2 separate regions of the Triticum aestivum genome follow, and region 1 is linked to region 2. Evidence: chromatin contacts called from public Hi-C data. All regions are on one chromosome and are shown on one strand. The core of a region is the stretch at or near the end of the contact, and the rest is flanking DNA. Distances in the headings are between cores, read along the strand shown. Region 1 has its middle 150 kb from the start of LOC123170280. Region 2 has its middle 11 kb from the start of LOC123164602.

Evidence for each region. A called contact is a pair of places that touch in the nucleus more often than the background predicts.
Region 1: a contact with region 2 is called in a Hi-C map of leaf, with 3 times the contacts expected there. The contact joins two enhancer-like sites. A contact is called at or near these places in 2 of 5 Hi-C or Micro-C datasets (both in leaf).

What each region holds. Positions count from the first base shown.
Region 1 is chr7D:406,331,653-406,338,450 of IWGSC CS RefSeq v2.1, forward strand. It overlaps the pseudogene LOC123168102. Among protein-coding and RNA genes, the nearest start is that of LOC123170280, 150 kb to the right of the region's middle. Within about 2 kb of position 5,144, at least 8 of the 8 cell types and tissues checked have an H3K27ac peak or open chromatin away from gene starts, as enhancers often do. A contact at or near this core is called in leaf, where this site is marked.
Region 2 is chr7D:406,167,288-406,173,909 of IWGSC CS RefSeq v2.1, forward strand. No RefSeq gene overlaps it. Among protein-coding and RNA genes, the nearest start is that of LOC123164602, 11 kb to the left of the region's middle. Within about 2 kb of position 4,129, at least 1 of the 8 cell types and tissues checked has an H3K27ac peak or open chromatin away from gene starts, as enhancers often do. A contact at or near this core is called in leaf, where this site is marked.

The DNA of each region.
Region 1 (6,798 bases), core at 3,894-6,393, 170 kb after region 2:
TAACCCCCCCGGGCCAGTGCTCCTTCGAGTGTTGGTCCGAACCGAGCAGCCTGCGGGGCCACCTCGGGGAAACTCGAGGCCTGGTTTTACTCGTAGCTTGACTTATCCGGTGTGCCCTGAGAACGAGATATGTGCAGCTCCTATCGGGATTTGTCAGCGCATCGGGCAGCTTTGCTGGTCTTGTTTTACCATTGTCAAAATGTCTTGTAAACCGGGATTCCGAGACTGATCGGGTCTTCCCGGGAGAAGGTTTATCCTTCGTTGACCGTGAGAGCTTATAATGGGCTAAGTTGGGACTCCCCTGCAGGGTATTATTTTTCGAAAGCCGTGCCCGCGGTTATGAGGCAGATGGGAATTTGTTAATGTCCGGTTGTAGAGAACTTGTCACTTAACTAAATTAAAATACATCAACCGTGTGTGTAACCGTGGTGGTCTCTTTTCGGCGGGGTTCGGGAAGTGAACACGGTTTGAGTTATGCATGAACGTACGTAGTTTCAGGATCACTTCTTGATCATTTCTAGCTTCGCGACCGTTGTGTTGCTTCTCTTCTCGCTCTAGTTTGCGTATGTTAGCCACCATATATGCTTAGTGGTTGCTGCAGCTCCACCTCATTACGCCATCCTTTCCTATAAGCTTAAATAGTCTTGATCTCGCGGGTGTGAGATTGCTGAGTCCTCGTGACTCACAGATTCTACCAAAACAGTTGCAGGTGCCGACGATACCAGTGCAGATGACGCAACCAAGCTCAAGTGGGAGTTCGACGAGGAACGTGGTCGTTATTATGTTTCGTTTCCTGATGATCAGTAGTGGAGCCCAGTTGGGACGATCGGGGATCTAGCATTTGGGGTTATCTTATTTTCCTTTGGATTTGACCGTAGTCGGTCTATGTGTGGATTTTGGATGATGTATGAATTAATTTATGTATTGTGTGAAGCGGCGATTGTAAGCCAACTCTCGTTATCCCATTCTTGTTCATTACATGGGATTGTGTGAAGATGACCCTTCTTGCGACAATACCTACAATGCGGTTATGCCTCTAAGTCGTGCCTCGACACGTGGGAGATATAGCCGCATCGTGGGCGTTACAAGTTGGTAATCAGAGCCATCCCCGACTTAGGAGCCCCCTGCTTGATCGAATCGCTAGCGTTGTTGAGTCTAGAACAAAAATGTTTTGAGTCTTAGGATTATATATATCGGAGAGTAGGATTCTTTTTACTCCTCAGTCCCTTCGTCGCTCTGGTGAGGCCTCCTGACGTAGAAGTTTTGACTTTTCTCTCCTCAAATTTCACTAAAAAAAAATTTAGGATCACGCGGGTATCTTGGAATCGTTCCGATGGCTTTGTGACGAGAACATTGTTCTTGGTGCCTCCTGACATTTAGGGGTTGTGGCAGTGTCCCGGGGAGTTGAGCTCCGAGGATCGTCGGGGATGGCTCTCTCACAGATCGACGAGGAGAGGATCGTCGGGTAGGATTATGCTAGGCGATGCTACTTGGAGGACTTCAATCTACTCACTTCTACATGCTGCAAGACGGAGGCTGCCAGAAGCGTAGTCTTCGATAGGACTAGCCATTCCCCTCTTATTCTGGCATTCTGCAGTTCAGTCCACCGATATGGCCCTTTACACATATATCCATGCATATGTAATGTAGCTCCTTGCTTGCGAGTACTTTGGATGAGTACTCACAGTTGTTTTTCTCCCTCTTTTTCCCCTTTCCTTTCTGTCTGGTTGTCGCAACCAGATGCTAGAGCCCAGGAGCCAGACGCCACCGTCGACGATGACTCCTACTACACCGGAGGTGCCTACTACTACGTGCAGGCCGCTGACATCGACCAGGAGTAGTTTAGGAGGATCCTAGGCAGGAGGCCTTGCCTTTTCGATCGTTGCTACTTTTGTGCTAGCTTTCTTAAGGCAAACTTGTTTAACTTATGTCTGTACTCAGATATTGTTGCTTCCGCTGACTCGTCTATGATCGAGCACTTGTATTCAAGCACTCGAGGCCCCTGGCTTGTATTATGATGCTTGTATGGCTTATTTATGTTTTTAAAGTTGTGTTGTGATATCATCCGTGAGTCCCTAATCTTGATCGTACACGTTTGCGTGTATCATTAGTGTACGATTGAATCGGGGGCGTCACAACTGTATAGATTAACCATGATCTGAATAAAGCTACTCGGTGTTACAATGCACCTTCGCTATTACGGGCATTGGAGAGAGCGATATTCTAGCTGGGGACACTGTCATGGTTATAGCTATTGTCGATTACTTGTCAAGATGAGCAGCTTGCTTTCTTCAATGATTGCATCAATGCGGATGTTCATTTTCTAGCTGCCTAAAAAAGATAGTAATGGAAGTGTATCTAGAAGCTACACAACTAAGTAACGTTGACATGTACTGGTATGAGAGATCAGTTCAAATAATGAGTCTGGGGATAAATATGGCATAGTCGTATTTAGGTTTTGGTGGACGAATTCAGCATATCAATACAAATATGAATCGACAGCATAAAACGTACCACTGAAGTAGTGAGTACGGCAGCTAGTGCTTCAATCTTTTCTGAATACTCACTGAGGTTAGCTTTTTAAACACTAAACCAAGAAATAAAGTCATGAACGAGCATGTTCTAATCATGGGGAAATACACTAAAACATTAAAAGGTAACTTGCTTTGCTCCACGTATTAGTATGACCGACATTCTCATCATCAAAATGCAGGGCATCATGGGAAAATGGCATCAGAAATTTAGCCTGAACCTCATATTTCATTTCGCTTGTCAAGTAAAAAGTGTATCTTTACATATACAACGTCCATATTTTCATGAACAATTTGCTAATAAAACCAAAAGTGCAAGAGCATCCAGATTTTTGTAAGGGTGCATCAGCCAGTGTACTCTCACATCATGACCTAAATTAAGGTACTCGATGTTAAACGCACCTTTGCCGGTCTTCGTTGGAGAGAGCAATATCGTCCATGGGGCTGCGGACACGGGTCCATCTATTGCTGTGCCGATTACTTGTCAACATAGGCTGCTTCAGTCCAGAGTTCAGACACATATATAAAAGAACAGGGCAATGGCTGCTTCAGTCCAGAGTTTCCTTTGCACTACACATAGCCTCTAAATTAGACTGATGTTCTATAAATCCGTGTAAATCATATGGGATAACCTCTACAGTGTATATAATCTATAAAAGCTGAAACACAATAATCCTTGTTAAGCCTATAGAACCTGCCAAGTGACAAATTGGAATGAGAAAATAGAGGTACTTTGATAACCCAATCAACATGAAAAATATGATGATAAATCAATGGTATATAAGAAGTTCAGGAAAAACTCATCCTTTTGTTCATGCCGTTGTTGGGCTTGATTACGTCGGAGAAATTGTGCTATCTATCTTGTCAGCTTGTCAAGGAGGAACTTCAATTGCAGCGTTATCATTAACAACATTCGGACTGTCAACAGAGGGAGTATCTTGAGACAGTAGTTTGGTATCAGCTTCATGCTCATCTTGAACCGGCAGTGTCCCTGGGTGAAGTTTTCTATTTCTTATTCTTCTGCACAAGCTGCTCACTGGCAGTTGGAATGTCTTCTGCATCAATCCATTCAGCTCGAAGTTCCTTAGGCGTATCCTGAACAATGAAATTGTTTGGATCCAACATGGTTCGCTTATGATCAACCTTTTGTTCAAAAGGGACTTCAGACTTTCATATACTTGATAAATAGACTATTCTGTCACTTTCTTGCAGATTACACCAACCAGCAATAGACAAAAAACTGCAAGAATATTCCAAATTATTATGCAAAATTCCATAGCTAAGGAACAAAGCTCAATGAGAAAAACTGTTGCAAAAACATTACGAACCTAATAAACAAAAGTTGTGGGCATTCATTGGGTAGCTGATGCCGCTGCACTGGGTAGCTGCTCCCTTGGGCGCGCACACAGCCGTCAGCTCGAACGCGAGCTGCTCGGGCGCTCCCCCGGACGCGCGCAGCCGGCTGCTCCCTCGGGTCCAGCAGCGGTCGCGACGCGATGCGAGCAGCAGCTCGGACGCACGCTGCGCGTCCCCGTCAGCCCGGGACGCCGCCCGAGCGGGAGGCACCGGCGGACCGGAGAGGCGAGCAGCAGCACGACCCAGCGGCAGCACCGAGCGGCAGCAGCATCATGCCCAGGACAGGGGCGCACGACAGGTGCGGCGCGTCGCGGCTGCAGTTCAGGGGCGGCAGCAGTTCTCGGCCGCATTCATGCGCGGCCGCCGTGGCGTGCTCCTCCTCGCGCAACTGGTCCATGGCCGTCGGCGCACGGCAGGGCAGGGGCGGTAGTAGTTCTAGGCCGCATCCATGGCCGACGGCACGCGGCAGGCGGCGTGCTCCTACTCGCGCGGCCGATGCGGGAGAGGGAAGAGAGGAATCAGGAGAGGTGCTCACGGGCGGCGCAACTCGTCTCCTCGGTGGCCAAGCGGCTCGCCGGGGTGGCGAGGAAGGCCGGCTACAGGGAGAATCAGTAGGGGGCGCGAAGTGATCCGTTCCCATGAGCGGCAGACCGGGGAAGGCGTCGGAGTTGGCCGGAATCGGGCTGTCAATATTAAGGACGGGTGCCACCGCCGTTGAAGCGAGGGGATCAAAGGTCGGGGAGGCTCGCCGTCTAGGATCCAGGACCAGCGCGGACGCAGCAGCGGCGCTCCCAAGCTCGGGCGCACCACTGCGTGGCGGAGGGCCGGCGAAGGCCATGCGGCGGGAGGAACGGCGGGAAGGGCATTCCAGACGGAGCGTCTGGATAAGATAGAGGATAGGAGCTAGGGTCGAATTCTAATAAATTCAGGGGTCAATTTGTAAAATCGAAGCGATTTCCCAGATATCACTTGAAGAGGGACCGCGGGTGCAATTGCTGAAAAATAGGAGGGCCTATTTGCAAAACGACTGCGACGAGTGAACGGGCAGAAGCCATAGACGCTTTATTATTATAGGTAAAGATAAAGATTATTATTATAATTATAATATTAACCAATTAATTAATTAATTAGGTAAAGTTAAAGATAAAAATAAAGATAGATATAAATAAAATAAACGCGGGCCTGGCCCAGGCGTGCGTTTAGCCACGTGCCGTGCCGGGTATGCGTCACGCCAGGCACGGCCCTAGCCACAAATCGAACCCTAACTACCGAAATCTCATCCCCCCATCCCAGCCGCCACACCGCCCACAGCGCAGGCACAGGCGAGCAAGAGAAGGCAACGGCGCGACGGCGCGACAACGGGGCGGCCGCAAGAGCAGCGGATCAGCGCGCGGGGTGCGGCGGCGACTCTGCGCGTGGGCGGTGGCTCGCGAAGAGCATCAAGGCACAGATCTCGGTGAACGACGAGCATTCTGTCGTCGAAGATGGTGCACGTCGAGCTCGACCTTGCGGACGAGTGGTCCGAGTCCGACGTCTCGGAAGATGTCTCCGACTCCGAAGTGGGCGACGGCCTGGACTGGCTCGACACCGTCGAGAGCCATGATGGTTCAGCCCGGCTATCCGCCGCCTTCTCGACCGTCGGAGGCGCGGCAGCGGCGCGGAGGCCGAATGCGCACGGCGGCGTGCTCTCCCGCCCCTTTCAGCCGCTCTCCAATCGCACGCAGAAGCTCGCCTCCCACATCCGGGCCACGCCCTTGGAGGTATGCAGCGTCAACTTTTCGCCTTAGAGATCCTAGCGTGGTGAATTATTTGCTTGTGCATGATATCTACAGTCTCGTGTTATGGTACGTTGTGTTCAATATCTTATGTGATGGATTTTGTATTATTTATAAGGAGTGGGAAGGTAGAATGAACGTGGGGATGTCAAATTCGGTAACGACTGCAATCAGGGACAGCATAAGGGATACATCAATTGGCAAAATAGGAACCATGAGAAGGCCGATCGTGCTACGGTGGAACAGGTCTTTACATGCTCTCTGCTAAGTGATATTTTATTCTGTCCTATGCCTTTTGGAGCGGAACATGTCTGCTTGCACTTGCAATCTTGCATAATCCTAATGTACCATTCCACTCCCTTTCAATCGAGCTGGCATTTGTTTCAAGAGTCTGCTTGGTTAGAAAGTATCTTCTTGTACTGGATACACAAGAAGTCAAATTAAGTCATTAAGAATTTGTTTTAGTGCATTTTACATACCATTCTGCCTTTTATTGCACTTTTTTATGGAACTCTGTTTAATTCCCAGCTATATGTATGATCTAAATGGCACCATGAGTCACCAACTCTTTTTCTTGCAGTAATGTTGGCTACTTAAGTGAAATTGTCTGAGGTGATGCTATCTAAATTATTTTCCTGATTCCTGATTGCAGTTTTTCGTTAGACATGACTACCACGTTAATTATCTTTACTTTTGTATATACGGCTGAGGGGTAGAAGTTTCTTCTCTTATACTCCCTCTGTCCCAAAATTCTTGTCTTACATTTGTCTAGATACGGATGTATCTAATACTAAAGCGTGACTTGATACATCCATATTTAGACAAATCTATAAGACAAGAATTTTGGAACAGAGGGAGTACAAGCATTAACCATGCTCTTCCTGATGCTTAATGAAGTATCGGTTACTTTACATTTATCTAATAACTTCATCAGCGAAGTAATTCATTTATATGCAGGCCATTGACCCAAGAACACGCATGGTTTTGTTCAAGATGTTGAATAGTGGTGTTTTTAATAATATAAATGGCTGCATTTCTACAGGAAAAGAGGTAAACACTAAAATGCAGTGCATGTGCTACTGAACTATTTCCTTCGATCTGTGTATTTCTCTTTACTGCAGACCTAAAAGCATTAG
Region 2 (6,622 bases), core at 2,879-5,378:
GAATTAGCAAAAGCTATATTTTAATATTATTTTGCAGGGTAAAAGGAAATTTATTTCATAGTAATTGAGTTACAGTCTACTAATACAAGATCATGAATGAAAGGGGGCCACAAAAAGGGGGACAACGCCTCAACCAACAAGCGATGCTGCAAGCCGAGCATAATTAGTGAGACCATGTGAAACCCTATTTTGTGATCTAACTATCTTAACCGGAACATGTTACGCAATCCCGGGTCTGCTAACACCAGCGTTTCCGACTCACCTGCGTCAGCAGGCCCAACCGGGGAGCAACACCGACTTATGACAGGCCTTGGGCCCTCTCCCCCCAAAAGACTAGCCTGTTAGGAGGGGACACCCCGCCCTTATAAATCGTGTTATGCCTCCTCCCACAACCGATGTGCACTAGTAGAAAAGGGGGCTTTTGTTCCGGTTGGTAAGGGCCTTTAGTCCCGGTTTTTGAACCGGGACTAAAGGGTCGTTACTAATGCCTCCCCCCTTTAGTCCGGTTCTTACACGAACCGGGACTAAAGGCCGTCCACGTGGACGCAGCCTGGAGCTCCACCTTTAATTTTATGATATTTTTTTTGAAATTTTTTTTGCGATTTTTTTTTAATTTTTTTATTTTCAAATTTCTGAATTATTTTAACCTCTAATCTCTAATCACCACCCCTCATCACTGCTCAATTTATCCTCTACTCTCTAATCACCCTTCATCATTCCAAATCATCTAACTTCCCGGACCACCCATCCTCTCACTACTCCAGCCTGAGCACGCTTAACTTCCGGGTTCTATTCTCCCTCGTTTCCAAGTCTGCATTTGTTGTTTTCCTGACAATAGTAAGATGCCAATTCTATTAACCCTCAGGAATTTAGCTTGAGCATGAAGTGACACATTTCACTGTTTGAGTTTGAAACTATTGTTTTAAAAAACAATAATTATTTAGTAACACTAATATTTCTGGAATAATTAGTTTGACCATTGTTTGACCACTGTTTGACCACAGTTTGACCAGATTTGACCAAAATTAAAAAAACTGAAATAATTATTTAGTAACACTAATATTCTAGAATAATTAGTTTGACCATTTTTTGACCATAATTTGAATTTTTTTGAATTTTTTTGCCTCTCCAGATCTTAAAAGCCCCGTATCTTTTTTCTATTAGGTTTTTGAGGATTTTGAAAATGTTTAACAGGGTTGCCCCGTTAAATTCGGATGTAACTTTTCGAGTAGATGATTTTTCATATAAAAAACTTTTTCATCCGAGTTCGTATGCAAAAGTTATGCCCATTTTTAGAAATTCCAGAGAGATTTTGCAAATAAAGTCGAAATTCATATTTGTTAATTTTCCCAACAATAGACCACATATCACATGGGAAACTTATTTTATTTTATTTTTTTGACATTTCCATCATTTTCTTTTGTTTTTTCTAAAACTGAAAAGGCGGTCGGGGGGGGGGGGGGGTAGAGTTTGATGGGCCCTTTAGTACCGGTTCGTGCCATGAACCGGTACTAATGCCTCAAAGCCCATTAGTATCGGTTGGTGGCACCAACCGGGACTAAAGGACTAACCTTTAGTCCCGATTAGTGCCATCAACCGGTACTAATGGGCATCGCACCCTTTAGTCCCGGTTCGTGGCACCAACCGGGACTAAAGGGCCCAGGTGAACCGGGACTAATGCCTTAGCCGCACGAACCGGGACCAATGCTCACATTAGTCCTGGTTCGTGACTGAACCGGGACTAATGTGAATATTGCCCTGTGACGAAAGCCCTGTTTTGTACTAGTGGTGGGACTAAACCCAACAATCTTCCCCTCACACATCGGTCACCCATGGGCCCGCTAACACCAGCGTTTCCAGCCCACTAACCATGACCGACCACCCGTGAGTTCACCGAGATTTATTCCGGGCACCTGGGCTCTGATACCAATTGTTACGCAATCCCGGGTCCGCTAACACCAGCGTTTTCGACCCACCTGTGTCACCAGGCCCAACCGGAGAGCAACACCGACTTATGACAGGCCTTAGGCCCTCTCCCCCCAAAAGACTAGCCTGTTAGGAGGGGACACCCCCGCCCTTATAAATCGTGTTATGCCTCCTCCCACAACCGATGTGGGACTAAACCCAACAGAACAAACTCCCACTACCAGTTTTTTTGCGGGGGAAGCTCCCACTCTACCATGTGAAGCTTGATTTCATTTATGAGGTGACCATGTGGTGATTTAGAAAGCGTAGCATCGATAGAGATGATAATGCTCCCACCGAGTCTGATTGCACCAAAATAGGTGGATTAGACCATTGGAGGGCCAGCGTTGTGTTTTGATTTTCGGTTTGAGATTTTTTTCGCCTAGGCCGAGATGGCCGAATTTCGGCCATTTTCAAAAAATTGGCTGAAATTTAATCAAAATTTGCCAAATTTGACCAATTTCGGCCTAAAGATACTTTCCGCCCCAAGCCGAGATGGCCGAAATCCCTTTTTGTCGGCCGAAAATCGGAACACAGGGCCAGCGACATCCCCTATGTATCTCCGATTTCAGTGCGTCATTGCAAAAGAACAGAAGATGGCATGCAACAAAGATCACATCTCCTGCATTGTTCTTGAGAATCGTTCCAGCCTCGACCAAGCCGTCATCCGGCAAGAAGAAAGAGCCCTCCATCGAGAGGGCGACACCTTGACGCCTGAAATGCAAAGCGTCCACAGGAGACTTGCCGTTCAAAATTTGTTCAATGCTCAAGTGCTTCAAATCTCGCAGTGGGCTCATATAGCTGCACAAAAAATTCTTCAACACTTTCGTTGGAGGAATACTCCTCCCGTGGACTAGATCGGTACGAAGGTTTTAAATCCTCCCATATAGTTTTTCCGTTACATGCAAGCAATTTAATGCATGCATGAGCCCACGATTTTACGCGTACGGGACTGCCGTAATTAGAGGATCAATTTTTACGTGGAGTCAGTCGTGGGATGACGCCGTAATTAACGGATCGAACCTCGTTTGTCTAGTTATTTCTATTTTCTGTTCGACGGAAAGAAAGGAAAGGAAAACGGCCCAAGATTTTCTGTGTGCGGGCGGGCAGCCACGATCACCCCCGCGTGCAACCAGTGTTGTCGTGGGCTTATGCCGCTGCTAAAAATACTGAAGATTCTGAAAATACTGACGAAACTGAAAATACTGCAGATTCTGAAAACACTGACGAAACTGAAAATACTGAAGATTCTGATGAAACTGAACCACGACGAGTTTAACACTTACTGTCGTGCTCCTGTACTGCTTCGTAGCGCGCGTGCGTTTGCAACTCGATCGTCTGCTGGTGCCCTTCGTTACTCCTGTGCTGAAGATGCATGTGCAGCGTGTATCCTTCTGCAGCTCGCCATGGCCACCGTGCTTCTGTGGGCACCGACGCAAGCGAACATCACGGGGAGAGGCACAAGGAGACCATAGCATGCGCACGCAGGAGGAAGGCCGCACCCTCTTTACTGGTGCATGTAGCCGGGGACACGACAACGGCGACGAATTTGATGGCGGCAGACGACGGACGTGGTCGACGAATTTGATGCGTGTGTCGTCTTTGTTGCGATCTTGACTAATTTATTGCGCAGGGAGGACGATGCCGATGCCGTGGTTCTCGGAGACATGGTGGTTCACCTGAGGGTCGCCGGTGGCTGCGACGACGACTAACGCAGCGGTGGCGACTGTGTTTTCTTCTCGGTCCGCTCGGTCGGCTCGGTCGGCTCGGCCAAAATCCAGAACGGACCGAAAGTTTTTCGGGCCGTTATTCACGGACCGGACCGCCCCTTTTCTTCAGCGGGCCAGGACCGATCGGTCCGGTCCTTAGCGGGCCACGAGCGGGCCGAAAAGCTCGCTCGCTACGTCCACCCTGAATCATGTCACCAACCTCGCTAGGGTGAAGCGCCAAGGGGTGCAGCAACCATCCTTCACCAGAATTCGGAATTTGCTCCTTCGGGGCTATAGGCCAGATTCCCCCAATTGCAACCTGTAGAACTGTAGAATTATCACATGTAATTTTTTTTAGCTGTGAAAGGAATCTAGGGAGCAGGACGTCTGGTCAGGTTAGGTCATGAACAATGAGATACGTCAAATCAAGTCCCGTACGTAAGATGCTCTCGTGCGCGGTCTTCTCGTTGAATTTGCACATAGCCATCAACTTCATTTGAACACTTCAACGTCCTTCCTTCATGGTATATCTCTCTCCGCTGGTGCTAGTCGAGCCCACATGAACGCGCGTGAAAAACAGGGACAACGTTTGTACGGTTTTTTTTGGCAGGTCAAAAGGGAATTTTATTAACTCACAGAAATATTGTCAGCGTTACAACGACTCGCCACCTCATCAGGTCCTGAACGCAACCATACTGCAGTGCGCATTTCCCTTCAACCATAACTAGCCATGTAGTGGCTCGCAACATTTTGTTTTGGTTCACATGAGTGATCTCAACCTTTCTATTCTCCTTCAACAAGTTTTTTAGGGGAAAATTACTGACACTTTATTACTTACAGCCGTGACAATGTCGGTAAGATAGTTCGGAGAAATAGTAAACCAAGTCTTACACATCTTATTTAGGCAGCCTTTCCTAGTTAGATTATGCACCGCCCGGTTGGCAGAGCGTCTAGCTTATCACACTTGAAAATCACCCGTCGAGGCGAGAAGTTCCTTGACCTCTTCGAGGTGAGGGCCGTACCTCGAGCTATCCAACTCCTTTAGCTTTAGAGCTTGCATCGCCCCTGGTTGTTTGTCTCCAGCATGATCTTTTAGGCGCCAACTTCCAACGCAAGCTGGACTCCTCGCCGGCACGCCATGAGTTCTGTATGCATGGAATCAGCGGCAGAGGAAAGAAATGGCATGAGCCTGCCATGAACATACCATGATGGTCGCGAACGGTCGCTCCCCCGCCGCCTGAGCCATCCACCTTTGCAATTGCCCCGTCAATGTTCACCTTGAGCCAACCTAGCTCAGGAGGATGCCAAGGCTCCGTTAGCTTTCCTCCCTGAACGACCAACGAGGAGGAATGAATTTCGGGCCACTCCTCTAGCAGTCGCCAAAACCGGTCAACCAGTAAACGCGCTTCCTCAGTCAGTTTCCTGTCCCGAGTTGCGTTTCTAGACAGCCACATGTGATATAACATCATGATCATCACACATATATCCGCTTCTCTCGCTTTAGCAAACCAATCCAGCAGACAACTCTTTAACTCTTGATGCAAAGACACAATGGTGGGAGGGGAGAATACATCATCCCCTCTATCTGCGTTGACCAAGTACCAGCAGCGGTGAGCATATGGACATGTCCAAAAGCGGTGAAGAGTTGTCTCATCCCGCGCGCAAACTGGAAAAAAGCACCCTCCTTAATATGGCGCCTATGCAACTCTGCTCCCACCGCTAGCCCGTTATGGATGAGCCTCCATGTGTGAATTTTAGCCTTGGTCGGAACCTCCGAGCCCCATAGCTCCAACCAGCCTTTGTGTTCGGACACCGAGGAGGATCTCTCGGGGCCACACACCTTCACCCGCTTGAGATCCATGCAGAGATGGTAAATGGATCATACGAAAAAATCGTTCTTAGTGTGGTTCCAGGTTGGGTAGTCCTCCCTCCTCGGCCCTCCAATTGGTACATGCAAGATGTCATCCATGTCGCTCCTGTGGAAGGAATGCTCCAACGATGCAACATCCCACTCCTTCCCAGTGTAATTGACCAAATCATCCAAGGGGATTACTCACACATCACAATCAGAGCACATACGGAAAACATTGTAGATGGCATTGAAGAGGAATGATTGTATAGAGTCTTACAATGTCACTATATGTGATGGATCGATTACAAGTATGGCAAACTATGGGGAGAATGTCTAAGGAGATGGTGGCGGCTAGGGTTTCTGGGAATGATGATGGTGATCCTATGCTCTTGTTGGCGATGTTCTAGGCGTTTTGTTATGAATGGGGCCGAGCCTGTTATAAAGTGTGTCAGGCACTGGCGGAGGACAACAAGGCCAAATGGGCCATGGCCCGCCTAGCTCATGGCCAAAACTGTGGAGGGTAGAGAAAAAGCTGGCCTTTTGAGAGAGAAAAAATGTGTTTCCTTCATCTTGGTCCACCAAACAAATTTTTTGTAGCTCTGCCATTGGTGTCAAGGATGACGCCATGGAGCTGCTCGCACCTAGTACGAGCACTTTATGAGTGGGTGTGCTTGTACCAGGCGCCGTCTTCTCTCCTGGATCCTCCGTGATGCATCCAGTTGGCTTGGCTTGATCTCCACACTTTATATTTCCATGTATAGGTCCATTTCCTGTGGAAATAATTACACAAAGGGATTTGCAATCTTTTGTATTTGTTAGTCATTAGCGATAAGGTCAGAGTGATTTTTTTGGAATATCCAATATTATCTAGTTTAAACAATAGTGAAATGAGCGTTGTTGAGTATATGTGTTATGTGCATATTGTGTATCGGGCCCACCTCCTAGTTCCTTATATGGTCGAGGTCGTTGTCCACCATTGTACATCATATATACGTGCGATTGCACCCGGTCAATACATCATGCAATTCCATCATCATACATGGTATCAGTTTTCGGGTTTCAACCCTAGCTCCCGCTGACCATTGCCGCCGCTGCC